2 separate regions of the Mus musculus genome follow, and region 2 is linked to region 1. Evidence: chromatin contacts called from public Hi-C data. All regions are on one chromosome and are shown on one strand. Each heading gives the region's core, a stretch centred on a gene start, on an enhancer-like site or on the middle of the called end of the contact. The rest is flanking DNA. Distances are from core to core; before and after follow the strand shown. Region 1 holds the start of Pak7 (p21 (RAC1) activated kinase 7). Region 2 holds the start of Snap25 (synaptosomal-associated protein 25).

Evidence for each region. A called contact is a pair of places that touch in the nucleus more often than the background predicts.
Region 2: a Hi-C map of cortical neurons shows a contact between it and region 1, with 5 times the contacts expected there. The contact joins the promoter of Snap25 here to the promoter of Pak7 in region 1. A contact is called at or near these places in 2 of 39 promoter capture datasets (neutrophils and stem cell-derived epiblast-like cells) and 3 of 484 Hi-C or Micro-C datasets (cerebellar granule neurons, cerebral cortex and cortical neurons).

The regions. Positions count from the first base shown.
Region 1 is chr2:136,386,135-136,392,420 of GRCm38.p6, reverse strand. It overlaps Pak7 (p21 (RAC1) activated kinase 7), which reads left to right and starts at 4,454. Exons shown (of 10, transcript NM_172858.2): 1 at 4,454-4,767.
Region 2 is chr2:136,709,388-136,715,178 of GRCm38.p6, reverse strand. It overlaps Snap25 (synaptosomal-associated protein 25), which reads right to left and starts at 1,729. Exons shown (of 8, transcript NM_011428.3): 1 at 1,579-1,729. It overlaps Gm32659 (a long non-coding RNA gene), which reads left to right and starts at 841. Exons shown (of 3, transcript XR_375013.3): 1 at 841-1,306.

The DNA of each region.
Region 1 (6,286 bases), core at 3,205-5,704:
CCCCCCTTTGAATAAGTTTTATGTTGCTTACTTTAAGGGGTCTTAGTCTGAATATGAATCTCTTCTTGCATCTATGATCTGCATGCAGTTTCTTCAGCTTGGTAAGAAGATTTTTCAACAATGATTGTGCTCTTTGGATAGAAGATTTCCATTTCCATGTTCTCAAGTTTAACCAATTTTCATGTCTTGCCTATTCTTTTGGTGTCACATTCAAGAAACAGTTGCTAAATCCAAAGTCGTGATTTCATCATGTTTTCTTCAGTATGTTTTCTAGCTTTTACTCATTTGTGTCTTCTACATACTTGCTCTAGAGTTCTATTTCATTATTTTGCATGTGGGTGTTCAGCTTTCTCAGCAGGATCTGTCAACAAGATTGCTCTTTTCCTCTTCCGTGGTCTTGATACCCTTGTTAACCGTTACTGGACACATGTACAAGAGTTTATTTCTGCATTCCATTCCACTGGTCTAGATATTGGTTTATATGTTCTCTTTAATTGTTTTGGTTACTAGAGTTTTATTAAGTTTTCTAACCTTGTTCTTATTTTTCTAGATTGTGTTTGCTATTTAGGATCTCCACAGACTTCTACAAAATTTAGGATATTTTTTTTTCTATTGCTGTGAAAACATTGTTCAGATTTTCTTAGGATGACTTGTAGATTGCTTGGAGTAGTCTTTGCATTGTCTGCTGCTTCATGAACATGGATTATCTTTATATTTCTTAATGGGTCTAGTCTTAATTTCTAAGTGTCTTATTCTTCTTGAAACTACTATTAAGCTGATTGTCTTAAAAATTTTTCCTTTTAAGTTGTTCACAGTCAGTATATAAAATACAACTGACTTCTATGGGTTAATTATATATCCTGAACCTTTTAGCAATTGTATTAATTTTAAGGTGTCTATATGTCTCTGTGTATATGCATGTGCATGTGTGCATGTGCATGCACACCTTAAGATTTTCTATATATAAGATCCTACTCTATGAAAAAAAAAGTTGTTTACTTTTTTCTTTTTTCCAATTCTGGACTCTAATCCTCCTGGCTGTCCACACAGAATTTTGAAGTAGTAAAATTGATGTCTTTGTTTTCATCCTTTTGTCCCGATCTTAGAGGAAGATGTTCACTATTTCAGCTGCGCATGCTCCTAGTTATAGGAGGTTCAAGCTCTTCATTGTCCATGCACATCTTCTTGGTGCAGCAGCATATGGCAGGAATGCTGTTCTCGGAATGGCTTCTCTCAGCTGTTAATAGTAATAGTTCATGCTTGTGTGAGTCTATTTCTGGGTTTTCTATTTTGGTATCTAAATGTCTCACATGATTTTCTAGTTAAGACAACTACAATCTCAGTACTGTTTAGTCTAGAACCTTTATCTTTCAAAATACACTTGAGATAAAGTTGTCCAGGTCACCAAAAATTTTCAATGTTAATATAGAAATGTCACTGAAAATGTCACTTCATTTAGTATAAAGAGTACATTTTTTTTGACTAGGTTGAGCTTTCTAATATATGAATGTACAATATCTATATATTGGGTCTTTGATTTCATTAGTATGTTGTAATTTAAGAATATTAAGAATATGAGCCCTGAATGATTTTATTAAATCGTCTTAGCATTCTGTTGTTTTTGTTATTGTGTTTCTCATGTAATTTTCTAAATGTTCATGGTTTATATCTAGAGATACAGCTAATTTGGGGGAATGTTACAGAATTTACCTTTTTGTTTTAAGAGCTGTCTTGGAGCTTCCTTGTTAGCTTTTCAAGAGCACAATCAGTGGAATGCATGTAAAAAGTATTTTACTAATTCCTTCATAACTCGGGGTCTTTTATTTTTCTTGCCTAATTTCAGTTGCTATAATTTCTAGTAATATGTTGAAAGAGATGATGGATGAGTCTCTTCTTAGTTTTCCTGAATCTTAGGAGGAAACTATTTTTACTTTCTTTTTTAAATGGCAAGTTCACTAGAGGTTTTTTGTTGTTGTTGTTTGTTTGCTTTTTTGTTTGTTTTTGTTGTTGTTTTTTGTTTTTGTTTTTTGTAGATGCCTTTTATAAATGAGGCAATTCCCTCCCTCAGTTCCTGATGAGTTTCAAGTCTTTATTCAATAATGGGTATCATTTTTTCAAATGCTTTCCTGTATAATTTGATAGGATTTTTGAGTTTGTATGATGGATTATATTGATGCCTATTTACATATTAAGACAGCCCTGAGTTCCTGACATACATCTATGTAGAGATAATATATAATTTTCTCTATGCACTGTAAGATTCAAGGTAATATTTTTTTCTTGGTGTTTGGGATAAAATGTGTGGTGTTATAAGTGTTAGCTAAAAGCTTTTAGTACCTTCTTCATTTGGGTGGGAATGATCCTTTAAGTCACTCTTTAGTTCAGACAAGTTTTGAATTCATGATTCTCCTGTCTCAGCCTCCTGAGTAGCTGGGACCATGGACCTGTACTAGGATACTCAGCCCTTCCTGCAGCTCTCAGGAATGGTTGTTTGTAGGTTTATAAGATATATTGTTTAGAGGACTTCTCTTCTACTAAGTTTATTTGGTTTTGGTGTCAGGGAAATTATAGCCTCATAAATTAGTTGAGCCATGTGTTCTCTTGCTTTCTGGGAAATAATTGTGTGAAAATAGTTTTTGTTTTGTTTTTGTTGTTTTGTATTTTACACTACTTAGAGCGTTTCTCTAGTGAAACCATCTAAGCCTGGTAGTTTCCTTTGGAGCAGATTTTCATTTATGATTTTTTTCTATCAGTTGTTTCATGGCTATTCATGATGGCATAATTATAATATAAAATTATATTATTCAGATTATATAGTTCACTTTGGCAGTGTGTGCACTTTTTATTGATACTAAAACTACAAGTAAACTTCATCTTAATAAAATATTTCCTGTCATTTGCATCTGTCCAAGTCCACATAGGGGAAAGTAAAGAATAGAAAATATTATGCCAATGGCCATGGGACAGCAATCCAGTTGGTGAGAGGTGAGGTAGGGCTATTTGAGCAGTTTCAAGCATTGATAAATTTATTGACTTTAGTCATATGAATGGGAAAAATAGGATTTGATAGGCCAAGATACATATGTCCTTCACACTTAGAAACATCAGTGGAGAACAGTGACCATCTATCTGTTCTGTGATCTATTTTTTAAAGATTTATTTTTATGTGTATATATGTGTCTGGATGCTTCTTTGTGTACCAGGTGGAAAAAGGCACCACTGATACCAGAGGAGTGTGTGAGATCCACTGGAGTCAGAGTCACGTACAGCTCGGACCCACCCTATACAACTGAACCTGGGACCTCTGGATGGGCAACATGAGTTCTTAACAGCTGTGGCAATATCTTTAGCACCAGCTCCTGCCATGATTCTGTTTTGATATATAAGTTACTTCAGTGAAAGTAGTGTGTGAACAGATAAGCCACGGGGACAGGAGATGATAAGCATCTACTATTCACTAGCAAACTGGCCCTGTTTTATAACCGACTTATTCAGTTATAGGATCAGACACTATATTCTCATAAGGACAATCTAGAGATCTCTGAGGATGAAGAAGGATGTGGCTCTCTCAAAACCAAGATTAAAGTCTCTTGGTTGGTTTTGTGAATTGATTGGTTTCATGTGGGCAGTGACTAATCTCAATATTACCGATACCTCCTGTGGTCTTTTGCTCTCAAAAGACCAGTCAGTCTCAACTGTCAAGCCCAGCCTTGACATTACATCGAACCTCTCAGGTTTTGTCCCAGGCTCAGAGAAGACAGGTAGACAGTCAGGATAGACTGGTTCAGGCTTGAATTGGACAACAGGTCAACAACAGGTCAACTGACTGAGCACGAGTTTCCTAGTCTCAAGTATCAAAGCGATTGTGAATTGATCCAAGAGCCCATCGTCTCCGAAACTCCTAATTCTAGATCAAACTAATGGTTTTATGCTGTCTTCAGTGTGTGCCCTACAAAGCCTCTTTCCAGGAAAGGCATGACATCCCAGGGGACATCCTCCCTTGAACCGCTGCTATCATCAAAAGCTGAAGGTAACTCCTTAGGCTGATAAGTCCATTGCTGATTAAAGACTCCATGACCAATTAGAGGTTATAGAAGATGTTTCTGGATTCTTGCACCTCCTGACCTTTCAGAGGACCAGCCGAATGGCACGGGGACTTTCAGGACCAGGCAGTTGAATCCAAATCTGTATTTTAAATCAAAGGCTCATTAAAGTTTGCGAAGCACAGGACCAGGTGATGCTAAAGAGACTAGCTAGCATACTGATGTAGTGCGGCTTTGCAAAGGTCCTATAGAAAATTTGGACAAACTGGGATGTTCAGGGAGGGGTATGCGGGAGTAGCCCGCAGGGGGATGGTAGAAGGAAAGTGTGATCCGATTGGCTGTTTTCTCCAGCTCGGGCGTGCAGACACTCCCTCCACACTCCCCCTTTCACCCCCCTCAATTGCTACAGCTTTCCTACAGCGGGCTGCTCCTAAAACCCGGAGCAGCTGAGTGGTCTCAGCGGACAGTCCTCCTAGGGGCGAAGCCAGGCGGCTTGGGCATGCTCAGTAGCTGGGAGAGGTTTGGGAGGAGAGTAAAAAGCTTTGACTCTGCCCCCACCCCCTCCTCTAGCCCCCGCCCCCCTTGCCCCTTCCCAGCCGTAGTAGTTCCCTGGCGTGCGCCCGTGGAGAGCAGGAACATGGCGCTTGGAGCGATATAACAGATGTAGCAGCAGCGGAGAAGCAGATGAGGTACCGCGACTTCTCTGCTGACAGCCAGCCACCAGGTAGGCAGGAGCACCGGGCAGGTCGGCTTATGGGTAGCGGCTCCAGAAGGGGCGCTTGCCAAGATGCGCACGGTTGCTACACCGGGCATCTGGCTTTGCCTAGAGAGGATGCGAAAGGAGACCTCTATGACAGCACAATTGATTGTGCATCTCCTAGGAGATGCCAAAGGCTGGGGACCTCTGAGAATGGGCAAGGGATCCAGGGTCCGCCCACTCCCCAACCCCCAATCTTTGCGATATCATCCAGCTTGGGCTCTTCACCGGTCAAATAAAGGATAGCGCTCTTATGCTAGGATGGAGGGCGTAGGAGATCACCCTGGATGCCAGCTCTAGGAGTCTGCTGGTACCCCGAAAGGCTAGCAAGCCCAGCAGCAGTTCTTTGTGTATGCACTCGCGCACGCCCTGCCGGTGATACGACAGTGCCTGCTGCTCCCAGGGAGTGCTGGATGCATTGCCAGGGCAGGGTTCCCATATGGTTTTTGTCTTTTAGCAGGTGTGGACCACCAGATGCAATAGCGGAACCTTTATGGGACTGTGTTTTCCTTTGTTGTTTGTCTCTGTTCGCTTAGTGGGTTGCAATGGATTGGGAAAGAACTTCTGCTTGTGAACATTGGTGGACAGAATGTGGAAGAGAATATCACTTCCAAACTCTGGTTAAAATTCTGTACAATGTCAGTCTCCTAGAGGATAAACTTGGAAAGTCTCAGGACTGTCAAGTGTCCAGTTTAGGGCACAAATGTGAGCATCCGTTTTGAAACCGAGTGTGTCTGGAGCTTTCCATTGTGATAGGGTAGAAGTTAATTTGCCAGCATTCATATCTCAATTAAGGGAGCCCTAACCTTTCAAAGAACTGAACAGATCTTTTAAATATTAGAGTAGTAAAGAAAAAAATGTCTTGGCCAATAATTGATAACGACTTGGAAAACTGGATACACTTCTGGGGAAATAGGTACTTCACAAAACATCAGAGACCCTCTTGTGGCATTTGGTGTAAAGGCAGCATCTTTAATTTACAGATGGACACATTACTCCCTGAAGAAGTCCCTCCTACACAAGCCTTCTTAAAGTTGACATTCTGCAACAACAGATGTGACACCTTACAGTTGTATCTGTTATGATTAGCAGCATAGCCCCCTGAGAGGGAGGAAAGGTAAATTTAGAACACACCTTCATCCCCTGTTTTATCTTTTCAGGCTGGGCATCTGTCTGTGAATATGAAGTTTAGATACTTTCCTCTGCACTTACACTATTTATTCTTATGATCTCCTTAGGTGGCAAGAATGAGTCAGTATTGTGATAATGAAACAGAGACTGCAGGAGGGAAATGAATTTAAGTAGAGTAAAGCTATAAGTGTCCAATCTGATAACACCTTGACTTTGAATACACGTGTGCAAAGCAGAACTTCTAATGAAAGCTGTAGAAGCTAATGGCAAGTTCATTGACAATACTTGTAGTAGAATAAACTTCGTGTTCCTCTGTGAATAAGAGATTGATTGTACTCAGTCCTTGCAACTTATC
Region 2 (5,791 bases), core at 480-2,979, 330 kb before region 1:
CTCATGCGGAGTCTCTAAGCCTCAGAGAAGAAAATAGTTATCATGACCTCAGCAAAATCCTGCAGTGCCATAATAGAAATTGCAGTGAATCTTGGGGGTCAGATTCCTGCTTCAGCCGATTCATAACCCTGAAGGACATGTTTAACTTCTCCCAAGGATGACCATTCTTAACGTCAACATCTACAGCAATCAATCTGCCATATCCAATGTTAATATGAAATGCACTAACTCCAAAACCACAGCCAAAGATATTGAAATTTTTCTTTTGGCTGTGTATGCTTGTTTCTACCTAGTTTTAAGAATAAAGGAAAAGTGACAAAGGGATTTATTCCAGAAACTAGTTCAGATAACCCATATTAAAAAAAAACACAGGGAAGGAACTGTCCTATAAATAGATAGTACTAGCATCATCTTATAAGCCCACTGGAGCCCACCTAATATCAACGGATATATCTACCCTGTGTTAAATACAAAAAATTACAGTATATATGTCGTAATGGAGGATAAGTGACCGTTTTTAAAAGTATGGTTTTGTTTTGTTTTGTTGTTTTGTTTTTGTCTAAACCAAGGCACAGGAAGAAATACAGAAGGCTTCTACAAGTAGTCTGCTTTTTCTTGAAGCTACGTGGGAAGTGAGGAAGAGAGCAGGCAATTGTCTGTAAATAAATCCCTGCTGACAGGATTTATTCTTCTGTCTTTCTTTTAATCTACTATGCGAGCTCTATTAAGACTTTCTATAAGACCTGGATCTCAGAGAGAAAATTTGGCCTCTAGTCCCAGCCAGGCATCTCTGCAGCAGGTAATGCGGCGCTGCAGCCGGATCGCTGTCCGCGGTGCTGAAAGGTCAGGGCGCCGACGCGGGCGCCGAGCACTCCTGTCCAGGGTGCTGAGCTCCCGCCATCGCACCCCCACTAGTCTAGCCCACCGCACCAAACCTCCAGAGCTCTCCCACTTTGCAGCACATGCTCGCCTGTAGCTGACTTGGGGCAGGCGGCATAAATCAAGTCTGTGGGGCATGGAGGCTGCTGCCGCTGCCGCTGCCGCAGCTCAGCTTGCCCAGGGAGGGAACTGCCCCCCTTCTCCTTTCGCCTCCCCAGCGCCCACACCCTGCCTTCTCATCTCCCTTGGGTAGCAGTGCCCTAAACACTACAGTCATAATCATAGGGTTGGAACGAACTACAAGATCGTGTTTTGCTTTTAAATTTTAGACTACAGGTAGAAAAAAAACCCCACAATCCTAATAACCTAAACATATCTCAAAACTGCATCGCAAGATGGAAGAGGGTCCCACGGCTGCTTCAAAAGAGTAAGTTATTATTCTGTACACATCCTCGCTATTTCTTCCCACCACTCCATCTGTAGTGTCCCCATTCACTCCTTCTCCAAACAGCTCACCTCGAAAATACTTTTATGCAGCCCCAGGCGAGAGTCTAGGTAGATATGCACACAGGGAATACCGCACCCTAAGTGCACCAATACTTGTATTTACCCAGGCTCACTTGGGCTGCCAGCTGCAGTCCCTTCTGTGTATGCAGCCATACAGGGCTAGGACCTGGATCGGGGGAGGGGGCTCTTTACCTTGTCTTCTCCGGAGGATGCTGTCCGCTGATCCCTGCAGGTAGCAAGAGTGGAGGAGCCGCCGGGTAGGGAGGGAAGGAAAGACAGCTCCAGACCTCCCCGAGGTTTCTTCTTCAATGCAACGTGAGCTCTGCCCTCATCAAAGATGGCCGTTCCTTTGACGTCAGCAGCTTTTAATAGCCGGCTCCTCGAGGGGCGGGGAGGAAGTGTGATGGGGGAGGGCGGAGGGAGGAAGGTGGCTGGGGGCGGTAGGGGAGGAGCCGGGAGGTGCGGAGCGCTTGACTCAGCTCCCTGAGCGCTTTGCAGCAACCCTTTTTATTTCAATCTTTTATAAACACCCAAATGGAGCGATTCTTTTGACTCCATTTTAGCACCGTCTTGGGAAATACATATTTCTTGCGACTGTTTTCCTGATGGCCTATGCGTTTGCTTACGTGTGCATGCATATGTGAATATATGTATGTAAATACGTGTGTTTGGAATGTATATACAATTATAATAATGTAAACATATACATATTTATATGTAAAACGTTCCCCTGATGATTTGTCTTTGGTTGAGTCACAGACACGAGAGGAAGGTAAAGGAATAGAAGGGTAATGATGTGAGGGATTGGCATAGATTTCTGTTGTGATTTATTTTCTCCAGAGAAGAGGGTCCGAAGAGGCATTCCCCTCAGCTCTCGCTCTCACCAGCTCCTTTCGTGACCAGGTTACTCACATTGCTATTTTTATGAAAATTATTGTATTAAAGCAGCATTGCAGGTTTAGAGTTCTCATTTAATCATGGCCAGTTTGGGAAAGGCTCACACTTTCTTTTAAAGTACGTCAGAGCAATTATCACCGAGATAACACCTGAGTTGGGGAAAGGGAGAGGGAAGCTAGTTAGCCCTATTAGCTTGGGTTTGCAGGGCTAGGGCTTTGAGTTGCGAGTTGTTTGCCCGGGGCTTATAGATGACTCTGTGGCGGGTTGAATTTGCAGTCTGGGCCTAGAGCGGTATTCGGGTTTCTTAGAACGTGTCCAGACATCCGGGGGTGGGGGTGGGGGGAAGGTGGCTAGGACAGTACTGAAATCTGGAGGGTCACTCATTGCACAAGCACTTTCAGTGGCCGACCCTCTGAACCTCTGGGTCTGGTATGAGCAAGAATGTCTACTTCTGCTGGTTCAGATGAAAGATTAGAAGTAATAACCACACAATATAATCCTGTCTTTGCTTGTCGTGCGTCAGGAGCAGTCAGGAGCTGGGTAGGGCAGGCGGCGATATGCAAATAGTTCGGTGGTGCAGCCTCTAGATGATTCACAGGTGTTGGGGAGGTTGTCCGGGTTCTAGGCAGGGAGGGAGAGCTGGGGAGCGCGTGGGAGGTGGGGGACCTCGTCTCAGGAACTGTTTGTACTTTTCCGCGGAGGATGCGATTAGAAGTCGTGCCTCGCAATCTTAAAACTTGATGGCCTCTTGGGCGATGGAAAATCCTTTTCTCTTAGAAACACACACGCGCACACACACACACACACACACACACACACACACACACACACACACTTAAAACTGGATCTGAAAAGCAACGCGTAAACGCCCCCCGCCCCGGTCTCGATAACACACACACACACACACACACACACACACACACACACACACACCACGCTTGCTGGTTTTAAAGGCAAGCTTAGGTAATAAAGCTTTTAATTGTAGGCGAAGACAGACGGGGAGCTGAGGGAGGAGGGGGTTGGGTGGATGTACATAGGAGAGGAGCAGAATTTCCTTTTTCTAACAGATACCAAGATCCAAAGGATATTTTGAAATCTTAATGTTTGCGATGATGATGGTGTTTGGGTTTTGATTAAAACCGGATTCCTGAAATATTGCTGCTGCAATTTGCTTACTGAGTTATTCAACATTTAAATTTTTGTACGACAGAAAAAAATATGCTTGGCCCTCACTAGGCTGCCATTCCAGCTCATATTTTCATTATAATAAAGCTCGCAGGAATAGGCTTAAGAATGTAATATTTTTCAGTTATGATATGACTTGGGAAAAAAAAGGCAGCATGCAGAGTTGGCAGAGACAGACAAACTACCCTACAAGAAGGAGAAAGAAAATATGTATAGGGCCCTCCAACTAGAAATCATTCAGGCAGAAAGTTTGTGAAAGAATGGGGGCAGGGGATTTCCCCCCCCCCCCTTTTTTTTTTAAGTACGTCATTGAGGGAGCCTCATTCTGCAGGCAAAAGTGATGTGGCAAGCACCGGAGAGAAGAGCTTGGTGTTCTGAATCTTTAGCTGAAGATTCCTCACACTGACAACTTCAGAAATTACAGAGAGGAAGACAGAGTCGCACTGACTCATGGAGCCACAGAAAATACCAACAGCCCCTCTGAAAGAGGTGACAGCATTATTCATATCTGTATGCTCCTTCACAAAATGATGATAAGAGGTTCTCTATGCTTGGGAATCACTAAGATCTAATCTAAGATACCCTGGAAATGTAAAAGCTTTTCCTGTGTAGCAAGATAGTCCCTAATATACTTTGAATATCGTATTGTTTCTATTGTTTCATTAAAATAAAGCAGAACAAACAAAAACTCCCGTGGTGATGATTGACAGTCCCCGGCCAGCAGATTTATGTTATTCTGGGTTTACAATGACTTGGCCCATACAGAGAAGCAAGGTGAAGACAATTTTGCCCCGAAATGATTTAGCTGTGTCTGAGTCCCCTCTACAAAGATCCAGTATGTGTAGTTCCTGATGCCAAGGAACTCACTGCTGTGATTAATGGGTATGTATGGTATGCTAATGCAGTCTCTGAAAGCTCTTTGGTATACCATGCCCCCAAGCATTCTAATTTGCAATGGTTATTCTTGGAATACAAAGTTCAAGATTCATAGCCAAGTGGGAGGCTAAGGCAAGGGCTTCATTGTGAGTTCAAGGCCAGCCTGGGCTATACAGTAAGTTTGAAGCTAGCCTGGGCTTTATAGTAAGACCTTGTTCCAAAATGCCAAAATGTAAATGAATAAATACATGGATAAATATAAATTCAGAAAACAAGAGAAAAAAAAAACCTCCAAAGATTGTTAGTTGGCTTGACAATTACAATTTCATAAAAGTATGTTTTTGTTATTTGTGTTGTTTGACAATTTCATGCATTCATATATTGTATTCTGATTATTCTCTCTTCCACCTTCTCATCATCTTTGTAATTCCCTCTTCTTCCATATTCCTACCACTCTCTTTCTTGGCTCACAACTATGGGTTTTGTTTTGGGGCCCATTTAGTTTCCCTGGGGACTATCTGTGTAATCACTGAATTGGAAGTGTTCAGTGGAGCCTGATAAGGTCATCGGTGAGTACACAACTGAAGGAGATGGATGCTCTCTCCATTCCCTGAGCCTGAGGGTAGCAAACAGTGCAGAAGTGAGTGACAGGGCTCCGGATCCCTCCTCCATCCATACCTGACAGTTCACAGGCTCATTTCGTTTGCAGACATAGTGCATGTGTCAATAGCTGTTGCGAGCTGATGATTCTGATGGCTCTTTCTTGCTCCATAGATGGTATTTTATAACCCTTCATATCTTCTGGCTTTTCTAGTCCTTCTATTCCCACTTCCCCAGTGTTCTCTGAGCCTTAGAGGGGATGGTAAAAGTATATTCTTTAGGGCTGAACACTCATTTGCCATTTATTCCCATAATAGTAATGAGTATCTGCATTCCCTGTCATGTACTAAAAGGTGAGGCTTTCCTAAACAAGGATGCCAATGATGTTTGTCTTAACATATTTAGAAGTTATTTTTTACTGTATCAGTTTTGCAAAATACTGTATGAATTTTCAAAAGTCACCTCTGAAGTAGTTTAGAAGTACCCAGCTTGTAAATGCTTGTTAACATTCTCCTTTGGGATATACCCGGCACCCTCAAATAATCCAAAATCTTTGAAGGACACAAGACTTGGGAAAAAGAGCACATCTTTAATAGATGAGCCACTTTACTTCCTTGGCTTCCTTTCCACATGACTTGTTTACGCTGTTCTCTAGGTATGTTTTTGTAGCTGTCCCCAATCCCTAACCAGTACCCACACACAATTGCTCTTGGAAGGATGAAATGTTCTAGGTCTAAATTTCAAAGCTACCATTGTTCCACAAAGCCATGAAACAGGGACATCGCTTGTGAGAGATCCAGGAACATGAGTTGTTTCTGATTTACTATGTCAAGAAAAAAAAAAAAAA